5 separate regions of the Mus musculus genome follow, and regions 2, 3, 4 and 5 are each linked to region 1. A link is a contact called in public Hi-C, HiChIP or PLAC-seq and promoter capture Hi-C data. All regions are on one chromosome and are shown on one strand. Each heading gives the region's core, a stretch centred on a gene start, on an enhancer-like site or on the middle of the called end of the contact. The rest is flanking DNA. Distances are from core to core; before and after follow the strand shown. Region 1 holds the start of Lamtor4 (late endosomal/lysosomal adaptor, MAPK and MTOR activator 4). Region 2 overlaps Dnaaf5 (dynein, axonemal assembly factor 5). Region 3 holds the start of Dnaaf5 (dynein, axonemal assembly factor 5). Region 4 holds the start of Pcolce (procollagen C-endopeptidase enhancer protein). Region 5 holds the start of Ufsp1 (UFM1-specific peptidase 1).

The links. Promoter capture Hi-C pulls out the DNA fragments that hold promoters and counts their contacts. A called contact is a pair of places that touch in the nucleus more often than the background predicts. HiChIP or PLAC-seq counts read pairs in DNA pulled down with a chosen protein or histone mark.
Region 2: an H3K27ac HiChIP or PLAC-seq map of T-cell acute lymphoblastic leukemia shows a contact between it and region 1, with 4 times the contacts expected there. The contact joins the enhancer-like site here to the promoter of Lamtor4 in region 1. A contact is called at or near these places in 4 of 39 promoter capture datasets (cranial neural crest, embryonic stem cells, hippocampal neurons and 1 more), 1 of 484 Hi-C or Micro-C datasets (CD4 T cells) and 6 of 115 datasets of contacts at active chromatin or transcription factors (T-cell acute lymphoblastic leukemia, bone marrow-derived macrophages, embryonic stem cells and 3 more).
Region 3: a promoter capture Hi-C map of liver shows a contact between it and region 1, with 4 times the contacts expected there. The contact joins the promoter of Dnaaf5 here to the promoter of Lamtor4 in region 1. A contact is called at or near these places in 11 of 39 promoter capture datasets (the 3T3-L1 cell line, 3T3-L1-derived adipocytes, the C10 cell line and 6 more), 2 of 484 Hi-C or Micro-C datasets (CD4 T cells and embryonic stem cells), 2 of 115 datasets of contacts at active chromatin or transcription factors (astrocytes and pancreatic cancer cells) and 1 of 9 other capture datasets (embryonic stem cells).
Region 4: a promoter capture Hi-C map of pre-B cells shows a contact between it and region 1. The contact joins the promoter of Pcolce here to the promoter of Lamtor4 in region 1. A contact is called at or near these places in 1 of 39 promoter capture datasets (pre-B cells) and 1 of 115 datasets of contacts at active chromatin or transcription factors (pancreatic cancer cells).
Region 5: a Hi-C map of CD4 T cells shows a contact between it and region 1, with 5 times the contacts expected there. The contact joins the promoter of Ufsp1 here to the promoter of Lamtor4 in region 1. A contact is called at or near these places in 1 of 39 promoter capture datasets (liver), 1 of 484 Hi-C or Micro-C datasets (CD4 T cells) and 2 of 115 datasets of contacts at active chromatin or transcription factors (astrocytes and pancreatic cancer cells).

Annotation. Positions count from the first base shown.
Region 1 is chr5:138,254,116-138,256,815 of GRCm38.p6, reverse strand. It overlaps Lamtor4 (late endosomal/lysosomal adaptor, MAPK and MTOR activator 4), which reads right to left and starts at 1,334. Exons shown (of 4, transcript NM_001081108.2): 1 at 1,013-1,334; 2 at 483-563. The coding sequence starts at 1,015.
Region 2 is chr5:139,173,797-139,176,496 of GRCm38.p6, reverse strand. Dnaaf5 (dynein, axonemal assembly factor 5) reads right to left here. Exons shown (of 13, transcript NM_001081265.2): 9 at 2,224-2,371. Among named protein-coding and RNA genes, the nearest start is that of Dnaaf5, 25 kb to the right of the region's middle. Within about 2 kb of position 1,311, at least 89 of the 459 cell types and tissues checked have an H3K27ac peak or open chromatin away from gene starts, as enhancers often do. A contact at or near this core is called in T-cell acute lymphoblastic leukemia, memory CD8 T cells and pre-B cells, where this site is marked.
Region 3 is chr5:139,148,965-139,151,664 of GRCm38.p6, reverse strand. It overlaps Dnaaf5 (dynein, axonemal assembly factor 5), which reads right to left and starts at 1,430. Exons shown (of 13, transcript NM_001081265.2): 1 at 830-1,430; 2 at 1-182. The coding sequence starts at 1,418. It also overlaps a transcript of Prkar1b not described here.
Region 4 is chr5:137,610,017-137,612,716 of GRCm38.p6, reverse strand. Pcolce (procollagen C-endopeptidase enhancer protein) reads left to right here and starts at 1,313. Exons shown (of 9, transcript NM_008788.2): 1 at 1,313-1,480; 2 at 2,212-2,320. The coding sequence starts at 1,389. Fbxo24 (F-box protein 24) reads left to right here. Exons shown (of 10, transcript NM_027708.1): 10 at 1-212. Gm36266 (predicted gene, 36266) reads right to left here and starts at 11. Exons shown (of 2, transcript NR_165817.1): 1 at 1-11.
Region 5 is chr5:137,293,389-137,296,088 of GRCm38.p6, reverse strand. Ufsp1 (UFM1-specific peptidase 1) reads right to left here and starts at 1,420. Exons shown (of 1, transcript NM_027356.2): 1 at 425-1,420. The coding sequence starts at 1,299. The coding sequence ends at 646. Ache (acetylcholinesterase) reads right to left here. Exons shown (of 5, transcript NM_009599.4): 5 at 1,623-1,972. The coding sequence ends at 1,851. Srrt (serrate RNA effector molecule homolog (Arabidopsis)) reads left to right here. Exons shown (of 20, transcript NM_031405.2): 19 at 1-102; 20 at 183-385. The coding sequence ends at 258. Mir8116 (microRNA 8116) reads right to left here and starts at 2,309; the gene lies at 2,213-2,309.

The DNA of each region.
Region 1 (2,700 bases), core at 85-2,584:
CTACAAGAATTTAACAAATAAAAACAAACTACAACTAACTAACTAATTGTATAACTTGGGTAATGGTTTGTTTGTTGTTTTTTGAGGCTGAGTTACATGTAGTCCAGGTTGTGATTGAATTTGATATGTAGCCAAAGATAAGCCTGAACATCTAACCCACTGTTTCCACCTTCCAAGTGCTGGGACTACACTCTGTTTGGTTTTATGCAGTATTGGGATTGAAGAGAAGGCTCTGTGCATGCTAGGCAACTCATTCTCCGTACTAAGCTACCTCCCCAACCTTTTGGTAATTAGCTTTTATACCACATATCCAAATACTACATAAAGCTTACTATATGGCAAGCAAGGAACCACAGAGAAGACAAAAAGAGACAACTTGGAAATATTTGAAGGGATTTCTGGGCTGTGTGTCCCCAAAGGACCCCCCCACACACACACACACACACACCCTCCACCCCACGCTTTGCTTTCCCACAACGCACCGCCAGCACTGCACCTTCGCTCAGCACCAGGTAGCCAAGCTGGTCTGGGATTCGCTCCAGCCCTTGGGTCAGTGCGGAAGTCTAGAGGGTAAAGAGACAAGGAGAATCATGACAGCCTTGCAAACCCATCTCCCTCCTGGATATGAGCCTTCCAAGGCCCTCATAATGGCTTGTAACACTGAGTCTCCATCCACGGTCACTATTGGACCTCTGAGCTCTTCCACTTGTCATGTAGGTGACCCAGGAGGCCTTCCTAGCCCCTCAACCCCTCCTCATGTCCCTTCCCACTCCAGTCCCCTTATGCCCCGCCCCTTGTGCCATCTAGACTACTCCCCCGCTGCAGAACACCCGGTAGCGGAGCCTTCCTTCTCCAGCCCTCCCTGTCGCTTCCCTCCCATCTCTGTTCCCTTTCGGTCCCAGGGTGGACTGGAGGTGACAGTGAAATGCAAGCCATAAGGTGGCAACAGAAGCTCGGAAAACAGGGACGCGGAACCGCAGGCGTGCACACCCGCGCATGCGTCCACACTCACCATCGCAGCCGTAGGTGCAGTGTAAGCAGTCTGCCGGATAGGTAGTTTCCGGCTCCAGGCTCGGGTCAGGTGGTTTCACCAGCTGACTGTAGCCCAGCCCTTCGCTTGAGGATTGGATGGCGGGTATGTCATTATACTTTATCAACCACTGCGGAGCCCCGCTTTCCGAACACATTCGTGGATTGGTTGCATTTCCCCGCCCCTCAGGATTTGCCTGCGAGAGTTGTCCGGAGAGTCGCGGGGCAGTGTCGCCACACGAACGTGCACTGCTTCTATCCTTTGCAATAGGAATATGCATCTGCCGGTGGCTTCCAAGAAGAAAGTAGAACAGTCCGGTGATGTAAGAGGAGTCTTAGGTGTCACTGTTCAACCTGAAAAGAGAAACTAATGTACCAATGTGAAAGACGATGGTTTGGTTTACACGTGAAAAGCTGTTCACGTGTTAACTTTCTGCCTTGAGTATATGTGTTAAGAGTGGATCGGCCCAAATATGGCTATGAATGAGTAAATCAAATTTGCTGTGTACACACAGTAGTGTAAGATCAATACAAGATGATAATGTCCTGACACCAAATGCAGCTTGAGAATCTCCAAAACAAGAGAAAGCAGGCCAGGGAGATGGCTTCAGAGACCACTCAGCCTTCAGAGGCTCAGACCCAACCAAAAGGACGGGTTGTGAAAGGGCAGGTTCATAAGGCTATATATTATGTGGTCCCATCTATGTAAGACGCTTAGCTGTGACTATTGCCGAATGCTTGTAATCCTAGTTTAAAGCCTGAGAGGCCGAGGATTGGGCTGAATAGGGAGTTCAGTGCCAGACTGAGGCCTGAGCTACCTACCAAGATCCTGATTAAAACACATACACTTCTTGCAAATACAGAAAAACTGAAAGCAATTACTAGTTGGTAGTGGGGCAAGAAAAAATAGGAAGTGCTTATTAATGAGGGTATGGCAGGGCATGTGATTTAAGCTTTTTGGAATTCATATTGAAGTCTGCATATCTTTGTGAATGTGCCGAAGTTACTAAGTTGTACACTAAATTAGTGAATTATATCCCCCACCCCATTTATTTTCAGTGCCAAGAAGCAAAGTCAGGGCCTTATGCATACTGGGTGTGGGTCTGTACCCACAGCACTAAACAAAGAAAGTCGTCCACCCCAAATCATCTTGTAGAAGCAGCAGCTAATTAGAGAAAATGAGGCAAGGCTGTAGCTATCGTTTCAAAACTTGCCTAGCATGCATAGGCCCCAGATTCAATCATCATGACCAAAAAATTGAAGTAGGGCTGGCAAAGTGGCTCAGCGGGCAAAGGTGCTTGGCACCATTGCTCTGAAGTGGGTATACAAATATCAACAGCTGCTTTGTACAATCCAGAGAATGGTCTACAGTAGCCACAATTTTTATTTTGAACGAGTGACTTTATAAAGTGAGTGAGAGAGAGAGAGAGAGAGAGAGAGAGAGAAGCACATCAATTTCCATCAAATCAGGTACTCAAGTATCCAAGTATCCAGCCAAAACTACCTGAGGAAGTCCCTTTAAGACAACTACGAACAGACAGAGTTCTGGGCAGAGCAGAGAGTTTCTTCAGGGAAGGCTTCTAAGTAAAAGAACAGAAATCATGAAATTGGGAGCTTACAGACATCCATCCAAAACCAACCTGGAGAGGCTGAGGTTGCTAGCTGGAGTTC
Region 2 (2,700 bases), core at 62-2,561, 920 kb before region 1:
CTAGGCCGTAGGCCCCGATCTTGTTTCTTAACTTTGCATTACATTTCATTTATCTATTGCACTCGTGTACTACACGTCCACAGTGCACACACGGAAGTCAGAGGACAACTTGCAGGAGTTGGTTTCCTTCTACCATGTGGGCCCTGAGGCCTGAACTCAGGTAGTCAGGTCTGGAAGCAAATGCCTTTACTCACTGGGCTCCAGTCCAGAATTTACACCAAATTTTACTTCAAGGCTACCACAAGCACTGAAGCAAAGGCCCCCTGCAAAGGCAGTGGCTTCGGTAGAGCTTTCTGTAGTCCCCTCCAACTCTCTCACAGGCATCTCCATAGCTCAGGCAAGAGTGCAAGGAAGGGGTGGGGAGTGGGAGTCTCCGGTTGTGTGGTAGGTGGATGTGGTGGTGCTACCACTCTGGCTTGCTGAGAGAGCCTTCTCTAAGAATCCTGACTCCCTGCCAGAGATGACATCCTTAGACTGAGTCTTGACTGGACAACCAACCTTTCATTCTACCATTCTGTGATTATAAATCAAAACCAAATAATATTTTGTACTGACTAGTTTTATGTTAACTTGACACAAACTAGACTCAGCTGAGAGACTAATTCTAAGGGGACCACGACTGAAAAACTGCCTCTCTAAGATCTAGCTGTAGGCAAGCCTGCAGGGCATTTTCTTAATTAGTGGTTGAGATGGGAGGAACCTGCCCATTGTGGGTGGTGCTACCACAGGGCTCCTGTGCTATAAAACAGCAGGCAGAGCAAGCCAATAAGTAGTTAGTAGGCAGCCCTCTTCAGTGGCATCTACATTAGCTCCAGCTTTCTGTCCTGACTTCTCTCAGTGGACCGTGTACAAGTGAAATAAACTCCTTAAATCTCTTTTGATTATGGTGTTCCGTCATGGCAATAGAACACTAAGACAATGCTATTTTCAAACTGTCCCTACCCAAACAGTAGCAATCTCTCACTCAGTAAGTCATCTGCATAATTGGATTCTCTAGACTGACCTGATCCCTGGAGAGGTCTGAAGTGTGTCACTGGGAACCTGGCCCAAACCTGGCAGCTGTGTTTGTGGGTCAGGGGTGGCAGTGTTCCTCAGCATACTGGGTGTGTAGAAAAGGCTACAGTCTGGTGGCAGCTCAGCCATTCTCTCACTCCACTCCTGTGTACACGCCTGCCCGAAGGCCTGTTGCCAAGACGCTCATTAATACCTTTTTATGGTCCCTTTTCAGCCCTGAGGTTTTTTAGATCGCAGGAAACAGAATTTCCTGCAGCGTGTGAGAGGCTGGCAGTCAGCCCCACATTAAGAGTGCACTCGAAGGAGAAAGGTTAGAATGAGAAACTCATAGGGAACTTTATAGTTTGCTTACCACACTTCACAGTGACAGGTTTTTTGATTTTGGGGGTGGGGGATGGGGTGAGGTGGGGGGAGGTGGCATCCCAGGAGCTCGCACAGGGCTTAAGTTCTCAGGTCTCCATCTGCAAGACCCAGGATGCCAAGGGTCAGGATTGGAAGGTCCCAGAGTGATTTGAATCTTAGTCTGTTCAATGAACCAAGGAGAGGGAGGGGTGTGTGTGTGTGTGTGTGTGTGTGTGTGTGTGTGTGTGTGCGTGTCTCCTCGCTCTACCCTCCTCTCCAGGATGAGCTGCTGTGTGTGTGTGTGTGTGTGTGTGTCCTCGCTCTACCCTCCTCTCCAGGATGAGCTGCTGTGTGTGTGTGTGTGTGTGTGTGTGTGTGTCTTGGCTTGCTTCCCTCCTCCCCTGAGAGCCTGTTCTTTCCTAAGCTCTTTGTTCCACTTTCCCTTTACTTCAAAGCCATAAAATCTGAGGCTCTTAGGTTGCAGAGCTGCCCCTGAGCTTTTCTGAGATAACAGACTACCCTTAAGCCTTCACCATCAATGCTAATTTAGTCAGGTCTGTTAGGTCTGAAAGGTGCCAAAAGCCTTTTAAAACAGAACAGCCGAAACAGAAGCCATTAATAGTTAATGCGCCCTAAAACTTTCTCACTCGATGGAATTTTAATGACTCCTCTAAAGTGACTTTGATTTACTGTCTGTGTCTCTGTGGTATACTCACCAAGATCACTGTTTACCTAGTGGGGTGGATTCTAGAGATACAGACCACCAAGAAGCCCGGACTTTAGACCTTGGGGGCCCTGCCCAGGGGGTCGTGGGAAGACCCATCCAACACATACGTGGGCTGTACACAGACCTGAGGGTCGACCTACCCCTGAGAATCGACAGTGTCCTTAGGCCTCAGCAGCATCATGGACAGGATAGAGAAGAGCTTCAGGCGCATGTGTGGGTCTGTGGAGGGCTGGAGACAGGCCCTGAGGGTGGGGATCACATGCTGCAGCGCTTCTCCCACAGCCGGGCCTAGGAAAGAGAACAGGGGCTGCAGCAGGCCACCGATGGCTTCCCAGGCCTCACTGCTGGGGTAGGAGCCCTGCAAGCCACAGGCCATGGCTCGCCTTCCTGACATGCTGCTCTCCCAACTGCTGAGGACACTAACAAACTCCAGCATCGCCCTCCCTATGTGACCAAGACACAAATCCAGCTTCTCTTTACAACTTCTAAATTATTCTAAATTATTTTTTTTTGAAAGATACCCCAGAAGGTGTCAGACCCCATTACAGATGGTTGTGAGCCACCATGTGGTTGCTGGGAATTGAACTCAGGACCTTCAGAAGAGCAGTCAGTGCTCT
Region 3 (2,700 bases), core at 181-2,680, 890 kb before region 1:
AGGGACGTCATCGAAGAGTCTTTGAGCAAAGTGGGAAAGGACATCATCCACCGAGTTCCCACTGCCAAACTGGATCACAGTGCCCGTGGCTTCGATAACGGCTACCCGGACCTTCCAGTGCTGGTGGGAGATGGTCTGCATCAGGGGGCCTATCAAGGACTCCGATTGCATGTGGAAGTGCTCTGTGGGATTAGGGAGGCTGCTGGTTATGCGATACAGCTGCATGGGGCCCTGTTCTGTGGCTACCATCAAACCTTCCTCTGGCCTCTGCTAGCCTCAGCTCCCACTTTTTCTCTCCAATGGTGCTGGGAGCTGCTTATGCTCCAGGCATCCGGAGGGATATATACACCTATTTCACAAAGTTGGCTCCCCCCTACCCCCGGGAAGACTTTAAACACTAGGTAGGGCCTCTTAACTTTTCCAAACTCTAGTCTAGAAGGAAAAAAGGGAAAAAGCCCTGATCAAGCAGGGCTGTAGATAGAGGGTAGAAATAAACGAGAAGCAGCCTCCCTTCATCCAGGAAGTTAGTGACCCGTGTCAGAGACAGAGAAGACACTGGAGTAAAGAAACTGAGTTGAGTTGTCCTTTCCCACATGAGTCCCATAACCCAGCATAAAAATGATCATGAAATGGGTGTGACACAGGTCTGAGAGTCTAGCACTTTAGGCTGAAGTAGAAGCAGCGTTATGTTTGACACCAGCCAGGGCTACATGGTGAGATCTCTTGTCTCGTGCCCCCTCCCATCGGAAATGACCTTACGAAGGAACCAGCCCACTTTAGTTCAGTTTCTGGACATCTAGGTAACCAGGGAAGCGGATAGGACGCTCACCCGGAGTGGCACGGGCCAGAGCGGCTGCGCACTCGCAGCCCTCCCGGCGCACCGCAGCGAAGGGGTCGAGCAGCGCGGCCCGCAAGGCGCGCACGGCGTCGTCCAGGTGGGGCGCGAGCGCGGCGCCGCCCAGGTCTACGGCGAGGTGGAGCAGCTGCACGAGGGCGAGACGCAGCTCCTCGCAGGGCTCCGGCGGCGGCCGCGCGAGTTCAGGTCGGGCCAGGCGTGCGCTGAGCGCCGGCAGCAGACGCGGCAGAGCGTCGCGGGGCCGCGCGGCGCGGCGCAGGCCAAGGTCGAGCAGGTGAGCGGCCAGCGCGCGGCAGCCCTCGGCCGGATCGCTTAGAAGCCGCAGCAGGCGCGGCAGCAGCAGACGGGCCCAGGGGCCCTGGAAGGCCGCGGAATCCGCGCCGGGCCGCACCGCCTCTTCCAGTACCTGCTCCAGAGCCTCCAGAGCGCGCCGCCGCCCCAGCTTACTTTCCGTCTCCAGCCCCGGTAGCAGGCGGCTTAGCGCGCGGGTCAGTTCCGCGGCTTCAGCCGCCTCGGTTAAGCCCGGGGCCGCGGCCACCTCCGCCTCCGCCGGCGCCGCCATCTTGAGCGCGTTGCCTGTCTCCAAGGGAACCGGCGCTAGTACGATGGTCCGAGCACGCTTTACGGCAAGACTTCCGGCTGCCTGGGTTGCTCGAGGCTGAGTGTGCGCCCCTTAGGAGTGATGCTGGGGGAGGGGCAGGGAGTAAGGGAGAGGCGGGGCCAGGGAAGTGGGCGGGCAAAGGGCTTAGAGGGCGGAGTGACGGGCAGGAGGACGAGAGAGGCTAAGAGAAGCAAGTGTAATTGGCTAGGTCCGGGAGTCTGGGGTGGGGCGCGAACCTTGAGGGCGAGGCAGAAGACAGCAAGCTCGGCAAGGGCCTTGGGCGAAAGAGGTAGTGGGCGGTACGAGGGGGTTGGTAGGCGGGACACGGGCCTCTTGGGTAGGGGCTTAGTGTAAAGAGAGGGGAATAAGGGATAATGGGAGGGGAAAGAACCAAATAGGCGGGGTGTGGACTTCGGGAGCATTGCAGGAGGTGGCAGGCGGAGCCCTGGTTTTGTGGGCGGGGCGAAGAATAAGGGTCTACGGGAAGGAGGCGGGGCAAGGAGTAGTGGGTTGGATGGGGGGGTAGGTGGGCGGGGCATGGGCCGCGCAGCTGGCTGACAAGTTTCAATAATAGGTGGGGTGCAGGTTTGGGGAAGGGACATAAAGCTCGAGGGAGGGGTGGGGGTCTGAGTAAGGTGAAGCGTGAGGATTGAGGTGCCTGAGACAAGGGCTGACAGGTGGGACGCAGGCCTTAGGGCGTGGCAAATGGCTAGGGGCGAGGCCAAGAGTGGGGCTGTCCTGTGCCTGAGTCTGGAACTTGGCCTGAGTGGCCAAGCTTCTGCAAGCCTGCACCTTCAGGTTCCTTTCCTCAGGGGCAGCTTAAGCTGAGGTTCTTTCTAATGGTGTAGATATGGCTGATCCTTACTGGGTTCCTCAGAGGTCATGAAGAAGTCAAGTGTGAATCTGCCACACGGTCTGACCTCAGTTTAGACATGAGGTATGCTCGATGGCTGGAAGTGTTTTTTTAGGGGGTCAGAGATGGTATTGTCAGTGGTCAGGACCCCCCACTGGGCACTTCCTAGGCCTGACTCAGTGCTGCATGACTTGGGCATCCAAACGAGTCACATCTGAGAACAGGCTTATAATGTTAGGGGTTGGGTTTTGTAACAAATTTGGCCTTTTTTTGTTGTTGACATTAGTTTTGTGGGAAATTGGTGTGAACCCTTAGGTGTTTTGAATGTGGCGTGGAAGCTTTAGGGGAACCATGTAAAATTGCTTAGGGTGGCAAAAGAGTTGTGAAGAG
Region 4 (2,700 bases), core at 64-2,563, 640 kb after region 1:
GTGGGCTAGAGCTGAGAAGAGATGGAGTGTCAGAGAACACTGTGTGTACATGGGTGGGGGGTGGGGGTGGGGCTGTGGGGAGCAGTGCTGCGTATTCGAGGGGAGAGGAGGGACCTCTTTTATAAATGTGCAGGGGCCTGCCCTGGAGGAGCCCCTAACCTGACTATCATGAGCGAGAAATTTGATGGACAGTAGAATAAAAGGCTAAAGCCAAGCCTGTTTTGAAACCCTGGGGCCTCATGGAGGGGTGGCCTGGGATGGAGGGAGGCCTGGCTGGTGAGGGGGTGGGGGGAGACAGAAAGAGCCCAAGCTGTTGTCTTACTGAGGAAGTGCCAGCACCCCCAGCTAACCTTCCCCTTCTCACTCCAGAAGCCCCACTTTGTGATGTGGAGGTCAGGCCTGGGCTTGTGAAGTAACTCGGACGACAGACACACCTTACTTCCCACTTTGAAACCTCTGTTGGGTCTGTTGGTTTTGTTTGTGACAGAGCCTCACTGTGTGGCCCAGGCTGACCTCTTTAATCATGCTCACGCTGACTCCATTTCCAGAGAGCTAGGATTTCAGGTGTGCCTCCATCATACCTGCACCAAACCTGCAATCTGATCGTCACTTCTAGGGTACCTCACCCCTAGCCCACAGTCCCGTGGAATCAGCATCCCGTCCTCTTCTGTCTCCCATCTTTTCCCTTACTTTTTGCTCCGTCCCCTCTTTGCCCAGGGACAGGGACACTCCACACCCCCCCCCCCCTTAACCCTTCTGTACCTTAAAATAGTTGGAAGAGAAAATAAGGAGTCAGAAAGCCACTTTGCTTGGCCTGATCTGGTCCAGTGTTAAGGGGAGGTCCTAAGTATGTGCAGAAGCTCCTGGGGAAGGGGGTGCAGGCCTGTAATCCCAGCACGTGGGAAGCTGAGGCAGAAAGATCGAAAGCTCCGACTAGCCAGTGCGTCATGGCAAGCCTGTCTTAAGCAACAAGAACTATCTGGAAGTGTGCAGTGGGACAGTGGGTAGCCAAGAGACTTGGGGACATCCCCTCTAGATGCCGAGAAAGCAACAGGTGAAGAAGGGTCCAGCCTGCACCTGAAAGTCTCCAGCAAATGCCAGGTCCCCAGGCAAAGGACAGAGGGCAGTGGCATATGACTAGATGTGTTCCCAGCATTCTCTGGTCAATTAATATATGTCCAAGACCTAGAGAGGCCTCTGAAGGGACTCAAGCACTGTCCCAGCTGTCTCCCCGTCCCGCCTCCCCTGCTGCCCGCCCAGTTGGCCAGTCCCCACGCCCACACACCCGGGGCTGCTTCATCTGGTCCTGATTATCCTGCTGCTGCTGCTGCTGCTGCTGCTGCTGCTGCTGAACTCAGCTGCTGCTTCCAGCACTTCCCCCCTACACAATGCTGCCTGCTGCCCTAACCTCCTTTCTGGGGCCATTCCTTTTGGCCTGGGTGCTGCCTCTTGCCCGAGGCCAGACCCCCAACTACACGAGGTAGGTCTCATATCTTTCAGATGGCTTCCACAGGAAGCTTCAGAATGCTTGTGAGTCCTGGGAGGGCTGTGCCTGTGGGTCTTGCAAGCTCTTCTGCTAGCAAATCCCTTTTCCTCTTCAGATTCATATCCTCCCTGTCTGCTGCAAGGCCACACTGGTCTGTAACTTCCACTGTTCCCACTCCTTCACTACTGTTCTTCTGCCCTCTGCCCCTCCATGGAGCTTGAACCCAGAAAGCCAAGACCTTGACCTTGTCTGTTAGCTGACATTCAGGAACTGAGATTGGGGGAAGGGTAGCAAGCAGAAAGTCAGGTACTGGTCCTTAGCCAGGAGCATGGCAGCAGGGCGAAGGTGGGAGCCCCTAGCTGTGTGTCCACTGTTGCTCTCCTCAATTCTCTTGCCCCCTCCCCCTCGTGGCCTCGTGGCTTGTCACATCTGGAAGTAGTTAGGCGGCTCCTGTCCTTGACTGCCAGGCAGGACAGGGAGGGGGGGTAGAGGAGGTTAGGGGGACTGAGAAGGATTCCCGGAATTCCTGGCAGCGTGGGGGTGGAGCCTCTAGGGGATGGAGAGACGGGGCGGTTGCCTAGCCCCACTTTCCGTGGTCCTTGGACTGGAGTCTCCAGTCCACAGGCTGGGGCTTCTCCAACACCATCTTCCCATATTGCCGTGGCTTGCCCTTCTCACGAACCATCAATGCAGGGGTTCTGCCTGACACCTCCTCTGTCCTCCAGACCTGTGTTCCTGTGCGGAGGGGACGTGACCGGGGAGTCAGGTTACGTGGCAAGTGAGGGTTTCCCCAACCTCTACCCCCCAAACAAGAAGTGCATCTGGACAATTACGGTGAGAAGGCCCCTCTGGTCCCCATTGCTCTTCATCAGTCTCCCAAGCCAAACCTTGACAGCCCAGGGACACCGTCCCCACCACCAGGCATCACCTCTGGGAAACCCTCTTTTCCTCTTTGGTCCAAGGGCGTCAGGCCCCATGGTAACATGCTCTGAAGTACCTCCAACCTTCCTCCTCTTGGTCCAATCCCACTACTGGGAACTGAGCCCTGGGACTTTGGCATACTAGGCCAGAACTCTACCACTGAGGTCCATCTCTTTTATTCATTTAGGTTTGTTTTTGTGGTTTGTTTGTTTGTTTGCTTGGTTTTGGTTTTTCGAGACAGGGTTTCTCTGTGTAGCCCTGGCTGTCCTGGAACTCACTCTGTAGACCAGGCT
Region 5 (2,700 bases), core at 171-2,670, 960 kb after region 1:
AACAGGAGGGCCTCCATACCCCCATGCTCCATATGGTGCCGGCCGTGGGAACTATGATGCTTTTCGAGGCCAAGGCGGTTATCCTGGGAAACCTCGGAACAGGTGAGCACGAACGATGCCCAGGCTGCCTTTCCCCGTCTCTGACTATAGGGACATCTGTTCACATTTCCTTTATCTCACAGGATGGTTCGAGGAGACCCAAGGGCCATAGTGGAGTATCGGGACCTGGATGCCCCGGATGATGTTGACTTCTTTTGAGCCATCCATGTCCCCTCCTGCATTGCTACATCAGTACCCGTGACCACTTTATCCCATCAGCTGAAAAGTTTTTTGTACGTTATTTTACCCGCTAGTAAAAACACTTTGGTAGTGTGTGTTAACTGTGTGCTGTATGTCCCTTCCCAAACACAGGCTGGGCCATAGTAAGCTGAATTACGCCAATTTATTATTTTTCAGAACAGTATCTCTAATTCCAGCTTGGCCTTGCTGTGTAGACCAAGTTGGCTTTGAACTCAGATTCACCTGCCCGTATCATTGTGCCAGGCCCAAACTTGATCGCGGTGGGGGCCTGTGCGAAGTAAATAGGTGGCTGTGTTTAGTCTCAGTTCTGGGATCTACCCAACGGTGCAGGTAGGGCGTGGTGATTCAGAGATTTCTGGTGAAGCACAAGTTGTAGAAGGAATTGGAATCAAAGACGCTTTTTACCTTTTGCCAGCCCACCCATCCAGCAGCTTGTAGTTCACAACGGTTTTTTGGAGTGCCCCAGTAGTGTGGGTCCAGTATCAAGACATAGACTTCTGAACCTGGCCCCTCACAGATCCCCAGCAGGGCCTTGGACTGGGCATCTGCATCTCCTCCTACCATTACTGGGCCCCCACCCGTTGTAAAGTGTGAATAAAGCCGCTCCTCTTCTCCCCTAAGCCCTACTCCGCGGGGCAAGTGGCATAGGCGCCCTTGAGGTCCTCCGAAGTGTTCTAGGCAGAGACTGGCCTCTACACAGCCGATCCAGTTACGGGAGCCCCGGAATCCGGGGGGCTTGTCGCCCATGGCCTCTAGGGCTCCCTGCAAGGCTGGCAGTCCAGGCACGCCCGAGGACTGGCCCCCTGGCCAGGAGCACAGCGTCTGCAGGGTGCGGTAGCCGCATCCCCAGCCACGGTCATCCAGTCCATCGCAACCATAGTGATAGTAAAGGTAGTGGCCTGAGAGGAGGGCCAGTCGGGCGGGATCATGGCAGGGCACAGGCAGGCCCAGGTGCACGTCCTTCAGCAGCTCCAGGGTGCTCGGTAGAGCAGCTGTCATCGAGGCAGGGCCAATTCCGGGTTCCTGGTGTTTTCTGGGACTAGCTACGGGCAGTGTGGGCACGTAGAACCGGAGAACTCTCAGCAAGCAGGCTAGCGGCAGGAGAGATGATTCCACAGGCAGACGAATTAAGGAGCCTTCTAAAAGGCGCCGGCAAACCAGCCTGGCTGCGCAGTCGCAGGCTCCGCCCCTAGGGGCGGGCCCAGCGCTTGCTTCCGCCGGATGCTGCGGGCAGGGTGCCTCAGTGCTCACCAATCCCGAGGCTTCTGTTCCCAGCGTCTCTGACCTCATCCCCGCCCCAACTTCCCGCGTGTTGCACAGACTCTGGTGGCTGTAACAGTTTATTGGCGGCCCAGAGGGGCGAAGGCACCGCGGGGAGGGGAGCTTAGCCCAAGACATGCAGAAGATGGGGAGCCCCTAGTGGGAGGAAGTCGGGGAGGAGTGGACAGGGCCTGGGGGCTCGGTCGTATTATATCCCAGCCCTTAAATAAATAGTGTATATACAGCTAGGGGCTCGGGCAGGGCGGCAGGACCTGGGGTCCCCCAAGGGGTCACAGGTCTGAGCAGCGCTCCTGCTTGCTATAGTGGTCGAACTGGTTCTTCCAGTGCACCATGTAGGAGCTCCAGCGGTGGAACTCGGCCTTCCACTGGCGCTCCGCCTCGTCCAGAGTATCTGCGGCCAGGGCACCCCGCAAGAGTGGGAGAAACGGAACAGGTCGGGTAGTGGAGACCGGTCGTGAGTGCGCCGGCACACACGCATTGTCGGAGGCCGAGCGGGGTGGTGGAAAGAGAACAGTGGATGATCCGGAGAATGAAGGGAGAGGTGGAACAGGAAGGAGAGGAAGAGATAAAAATCACCGGAAGACGGAGGGGAGGGACAGGATCAGAGTGGGAGAAGGGTTCATGGGTTAGTGGGGAAAAGAGAGAAGATACAGAAATAGTTGGCGATTATAAGGCCCTTTGGCTGACGCCAACTAGCCCCGGATCCTTCTCCCCTCAACACCAGGCTCAAGCTCCAAAGGATAATTTTTTACATTAAAAAAAAAAAAATCCTGTTTTTTGAATTTTTGTTTAACAAAGATCCCTGAGTCTGTCCATTTTGTCTCGGCTTGAGAATGGAGTGGGGTTCTGTATCCCTGAGAGGGGCCCCTTCTCAGCTACACACTAGAGTAAGTGTGCTTTGAGACCAGAAGGGGAAAGGATTGCAGTTAGAGCCACGGAAGCCCGGAGTGGAGGAGGAAAAGGAAGAAGAGGAGGGACAGGGCTAAGTCCGGCCCGGGCCTCGGGGCCGCCTCCCCATGGGCGGGGCTTGGGCAGGTGCAAGGAGCCTCCGTGGCTGGGGAGGTGGAGAAGAGAGGGATTACACCCTGTGTTTTGCACCCCATCTCTCTCCCCTCCTTC